2 separate regions of the Mus musculus genome follow, and region 2 is linked to region 1. A link is a contact called in public ChIA-PET data. All regions are on one chromosome and are shown on one strand. Each heading gives the region's core, a stretch centred on a gene start, on an enhancer-like site or on the middle of the called end of the contact. The rest is flanking DNA. Distances are from core to core; before and after follow the strand shown. Region 1 overlaps Srl (sarcalumenin). Region 2 holds the start of Ubald1 (UBA-like domain containing 1).

Region 1 (3,052 bases), core at 356-2,855:
CTCTTATAGATGTAGAAATAAGTAGACTTTTAAAAAATTCATGGTTTGTTTTTATTTCTGACAATCAACCATGGTCCAAAAAGATTAAAAGGGAAATCCCAGAAATAAGTAACTTATAAATTTTAAATAACTTTTTTTGAAACAGCATCTCATTATATGGCTTTGGCCTGGCTGGCCTGGAACTCACTATGTAGAGTCGGCTGGTCTGGAACTCACTATGTAGAGTCGGCTGGTCTTCTGCTCTCAGAGAGCACCTGTTTTTGTCTCCCAAGAGTAAGGATGGAAAGCACTGCCACTCACGTCCTGATTGTTTCAGTCATTAGTTTTGTTGTCACTCTCTCCTGCCTTCCCCACCCCTCTACAGTCCTGGGGGCTGAACCCAGGCTCTCATCCAATCTGGGCATGTGCTCGGCCACTGAGCTACATCCTCAGCTCACTGTGCCTAATTTAAAATGTTATCACCTTTTTTATTTACTTATTCTGTGTGTATATGCACACATGTATATACATGCCTTGGTGCATGTGTGGAGGAGAGAGGACAACTTGTGGGAGTCAGGTCCCTTCTACCATGTAGAGTTCTGGGAGTCAAACTCAGGTTATCCAGGCTTGGGCACATTCTTTCCTACTGCTCCATCTGGTTGCCATCCCACCTCCCTCTTCTTGAGGCAGGGTCTCAGGTAGCTCAGCCTGGGAAAACTCTAGTCTAGGATGATCTTGAACTGGTCTTCCTGCCTCCACCTCCCAAGTGCTGGGATTATGAGTGCGAGGTACCATACCTGGTTTAATGCGACACTGAGGATGAAACCCAAGGCTCTGCTCATGCAAGCACACGCTTTACCAAGTGAGCTACACGTCCAAGGCTGCTTAATTTGCAAATTAAAATTGTGTGGAGCCAGAGAGATGGTTCAGCAGGGAAAGTCATTTGCCGCTAAGCTTGATAACCTGAGTTTCTTCCTCAGAACTCAGTGGTTGAAGGAGAGATCTCACTCTGGCAAATTGCCTTCTGACCTCCACACATGTGCCATGGCATGTGCACATCCTTCTCACCAACAAATACGTAAAGAAATAAAAATGTTAAGAGGTTATCATAGGTATGTATGAACAGGAAAAAAACCCACATCCTATATAGAACCCAGCACTATGTGGTTTCAGGCCTCCTTCCACGTGGAACCTGAAACACACCCCCTGTAAGACCAGGGGACTACTGTACTGTATTAGTAATACTTAGCATGGAATGGGGCTCACTGAAGGCACTTAATAATGTCTAATGAATGAGCAGATGATTTGTGTAAGCAGAGTGATCTACAGTCAAGGGGAAGCTCAAAGTTTTGCACTGGCAGGAACAGGATGAGAGCCATACTGGCTAGAAGGGGCAGCTCATGTTCAGGGGGAGACAAGGCCACCCTGATGGATGGGAGCCAGCTGGAAAGAGCCTTGAGGGCCAAGCTAAGAGACTTGTCTCCCTAGCCTGCTTTCCTTTTGACTAGACCCACCCCCTTCTCCTCCCTCTCAGATATTTTTGGATCCTTCTACAGCAGGGACAGCACTCTGAGTTCAAACAGGTGCAGGCAAAGCCTGGCCTGCAGTTTGGTGCTTACAGGAAGTGGGCTGTGCTGGGAGCTCAGCCCAGAACCCAGCCAGGGGAGAGCCCTGGGCCTTGGGAGTCCCCTCCTTCCTTCCCTCCTCCAGCGGACCACTGCCAAGCTGCAGCCCCTGGTCCTCTTCCAAGTGGCCATTGGGTTAGAACCTCACTGCCCAGTTGTCTCCAATAGAATTTTCCCTAGATGGCAATAGGTAAAAGTTTGACTGACAAAGTCAGACTCTTGGCTCCTCTTTCTGTTTCCTTTCTGTTAACAGTATCTCTATGTAGCTGTAGCTGGCCTTGAACTTATAGCCCTCCTTCCTTAACCCCCTAAATGCTGGGATTATAGACGTGCACCACCTCGATCATTCTGTACCCATTTCTTTACCTATTAACTAGGGATAATAATACTTGACCTATTGAGAACATGGAGGCTATGTAATTAAAGTAAGAATAAGGGCCGGGCAGTGGTGGCGCACACCTTTAATCCCAGCACTTGGGAGGCAGAGGCAGGCAGATTTCTGAGTTCAAGGCCAGCCTGGTCTACAGAGTGAGTTCCAGGACAGCCAGGGCTACACGGGGAAACCCTGTCTCCGGAAAAAAAAAAAAAAAAAAGAATAAGGGAGCTAGGGTGGGGATAGCTCAGCTGGTAAAGTGCTTGTCTAATGCAATGTGCAGGCCTGGGCTTCCTCCCTAGCACCACGTAACTGGTCATGGTGCCTATAATCCTGCCCCTTGGGAGGATAAGAAGTTCAAGGTCGTCCCAATATCCTGGGATATGTAGTGAGTTGGAGGCCAGATTAGGGTGTACAAGACCCTGTCTCCAAAAAATGTCCATCAGCTCTTATAACCAAATATTCCTTGAGCCAGGCATGGTGGTGCATGCCTTTAGTTCCAGCACCCATGAGGCAGGATGATGTCCATGGGTTCGAGGCCAGCATGCTCTACATAGTTAATTCCAGGACAGCCAAAGCTACATAGCAAGACCCTTTTGAAAAATAAGTTCTTTTAATGTTAACAGGGCTGTGACAGTGGCAGCACGTTTTCTCTGTTGAGCATATGTGCTGTCACTTGATATATGCTGCCAGTTTCCTCAAATATCATGGGACAAGAACAACTGAGGGACTCTATCAGCATTTCACTCCCACTAGGGCTGTTAATATCTTTGGGATTCTCTGTCCTCAGAGAGCTTACAAACCAGGAGAGGGGTTAGTCCGTACTCATGAGATGAACAGAGAACCATATAAGGTAGATGGAATCAGGGGCTAAAAATAAGTAGCCAGAGAGAGAGAACAGTGAAAGGGGAACATTTGTCAGACAGGCTCTGTGGCTGGGAGGGGGTGCTCAAACTTGGCTTCCAAACATGTGATGCCAGGATGGTAGGGGTAGGGACTGGGGCTTGGGACTAATGAAATCACATCTGGCCGAGTGTGGGAGAATGTTTGGCAGATTCCAAAGGCCAGGCTTAGG
Region 2 (2,769 bases), core at 265-2,764, 370 kb before region 1:
ATTCTCAGCAAAAGCAAAAAAATTGGGGTACTGTTGATATGCAAAGACTACTGCTGAGTGTTTCTCCAAAAGGCAGCAAAGAGGCTGAAATCTTACTTCGTGTGGACAGATGGGCAAAACGTCTAAGAAAGGGAGACACTCACTAGTCCCGCTGCTACCCATAAACTAAACTCGCAGCTATAACTCAGAGCCTTCCAAGCTCCCCGTCCTCGTTTCTTCCTCCTTTTCTTCCTATCTAAGGATCTTTCAGTCCCACCTCCTTCCCATCTTCCTCCAGCCACCCGATCGGAGAGCCCCTAGGAGTGAAGGGCAAGATAGAACTCCATTTCCCTAGGTATCAACTGGGCCCCACACCTTTACGGCCTCAGCGGTCCTAGCGAGAACAAAGGATCAGGTGTATCAAAACGTCTCAAGAGCCCGCAGTTGGCTTCCGAGGCCTGCGCTTACTTCCTCGGGGCAGTGTCGCTATAATGAAGCTTTCGGACCTAACGCCTCCCCTCCCGGCTGGTTCTACAGGGGGCCAGGTCAAAGGTGAGGCCAGTGAGAGCAAAGAACCCGGGCAACGTCTCTCAGCCGAGAAGACAACGCCAGCCCTCTCCTCCCCCCAGCTTCTGGGCGACTCTTCCACGTCCGACCGGCCACTCTACCAACCGCGACGTCAGCCGGAAGTGGCATGTGCGGGGCTGTAAACACCGCCTGCGAAATCACGCACCCAGCTCCCGACCCCGCCCCCACGCCACGTGATGCGCCCGCCCCCGCCGCCGCCTCATTGGGCGGCCAGCTTTGTTTACCTTATATGGCCAGGTCCTAACACCCCGTGACGGCCCATTGGTACAGTCGCGACCTCACTCAGGTGACGTCACTGGGACAGAAAGATGCAAATAAACCGGGGCATTGTGGGAATGGCAGTCGTGGCCGTTTCTGTACGTGCTCCGCGCGGTCCTTTTGCCAGCAGGCTGCTGGAAGTTTTTCTTTTGCGTGGGAAAGTGGGAGTTGAAAGAAAGGGGACGCCAAGGCTCCGGAGCAGGGGCTGTCTTTTTTTTTTTTTTTTTTTTTTTTTTTTTTTTTAAGACGCTCTTCCTGCACGACTGGCCAAGAGTTAGGCAAAGATGCCTTGCGAGCTCTGGAATGCTTCCAGGAGGTGGTGATTTCTAGCAGCGCCTTGAAAGGCAGATGCTCTGCGATACCGAGCGTTTTCTAAGTCTCAGGATTTTAGGAGTGTTTCAGCCTAGGGCAGTGGAGTAGGACCAAAGCTATCAGAGAGTCCCCTAAGAGCGCGCCTATTAATATTGTGATGCTAAGCACAGCAGCACACAGGACCTCCAGGGCCCAGTGATAAGGCAAGCTTGTGCAATGGTCCCTGGTTCGCAACTTCGCCTCTCAGCCTGGGGCACGGGCTGCGCGCCCCACTGAGATCGCTCGGGAGAGGGCGTCCACGCTCCTTCCCGGTCCGTTCGGCGGGGGCGTCGCGGACTACACATCCCAGCATGCTTCGCCGGCCGCGGGGCAGCGAGGCGCGGTGAGTCAGAGCGCACAGTAAATATTTGTATTAGCCGGGGCCGGCTCGCTAATGGTGGACGCGTGAGGCTAGCGCGCAGGGAGGCCGGAGCGGGCTGCACGGCGGCGCCATGTCCGTGAACATGGACGAGCTCAAACACCAGGTCATGATCAACCAGTTCGTGCTGACGGCGGGCTGTGCGGCCGATCAGGCGAAGCAACTGCTACAAGCGGCCCACTGGCAGTTCGAGGTGCGTAGGGGAACCGGGGACGGGCGCGGGCGGTGTGGACACGTGCCGGGGTGCCGGCTGCGGGCATCACCGACCGCCAGGCCAGAGCCCCGGAAACCCCGCTATCAGGACTGGATACCCTCCCCCAACACCCCCCCCCCCCCGGTCCCGGTAACGGCTGAGGAGGAGACAGCCGCCTGGAAGACGCCCAGGGCCGTGCCGGAGGCGGAGTCGCTTGGAGAGAGCGGTCTCAGGGTCGGTGTGCCGGGTGGGCGGTTTGCGGGAGTGCGCACACGTACATGTGGATTTGTATTTACGCACGCACCGCGCTTGGGCGTCAGCAGGGCACATCGAAGGTTGTGGGCATGTGGGCGCGTGTGCGGACTCAAAGCCCGTCTCGAGTGCGTGTCTGATACAGGATACCTTTGTGTCATGTTTGGTGTGTGTGTGCAGCGTGTACATAGGTGGTGGTTTGCTGATGGTAATCGTGCTGGGTATGGTGCGGTGTATGTTCATATACGTCATGGAGTGTATGGGTGGTGTGCTGGATCCTCAGAGTAAATTACGAGAGTCTGTATGTGTGTAGCCCACTCCAAAGGTGTCACCGGGGCGGGATCCTTATGAAGACCTGGGTATCCTCGGGCCTGACAAAGGAACCTGTATCTTGGGATGGTGTACTGTATACGGTTCACTTATTTTAGGGCATTTTAGACAGAAGATGGGAAGGTCAGTCTGGCTCTCATCTACTCCCAGGTTTCTCTTGACCGGTAGGATTATGTGCCCAGTCTTTTGTGTTACTAAGATGCCTCTGTTCCTCTAACTCAAAACCCCACATTCACCACTTGTGGGTATCGAGATGAGACTCTCTGGCTTGTAGCTGTGTGGGTACATGTGTGAGTCACAACCAGAGCCAGTCTAGTATTCTGTGCCCAGTTGGAGACCCCAGAGCTTGGCTTCCCAGTGGGAACCATCCCATTTTCAGTAGGAAAAGCCAGGAAGTGGAGACCAAGGCTTAACTTCCTGGTGCAGGATCAGAACCTCC

What was found. ChIA-PET counts read pairs in DNA pulled down with a chosen protein or histone mark.
Region 2: an RNA polymerase II ChIA-PET map of memory CD8 T cells shows a contact between it and region 1, with 15 read pairs. The contact joins the promoter of Ubald1 here to the enhancer-like site in region 1. A contact is called at or near these places in 1 of 39 promoter capture datasets (the HPC-7 cell line), 2 of 115 datasets of contacts at active chromatin or transcription factors (CD8 T cells and memory CD8 T cells) and 1 of 9 other capture datasets (pancreatic islet).

Annotation. Positions count from the first base shown.
Region 1 is chr16:4,511,359-4,514,410 of GRCm38.p6, reverse strand. The region is part of intron 1 of Srl (sarcalumenin); the gene reads left to right. Among named protein-coding and RNA genes, the nearest start is that of Srl, 10 kb to the left of the region's middle. Within about 2 kb of position 1,605, at least 116 of the 459 cell types and tissues checked have an H3K27ac peak or open chromatin away from gene starts, as enhancers often do. A contact at or near this core is called in CD8 T cells and memory CD8 T cells, where this site is marked.
Region 2 is chr16:4,878,596-4,881,364 of GRCm38.p6, reverse strand. It overlaps Ubald1 (UBA-like domain containing 1), which reads left to right and starts at 1,514. Exons shown (of 3, transcript NM_145359.2): 1 at 1,514-1,748. The coding sequence starts at 1,629.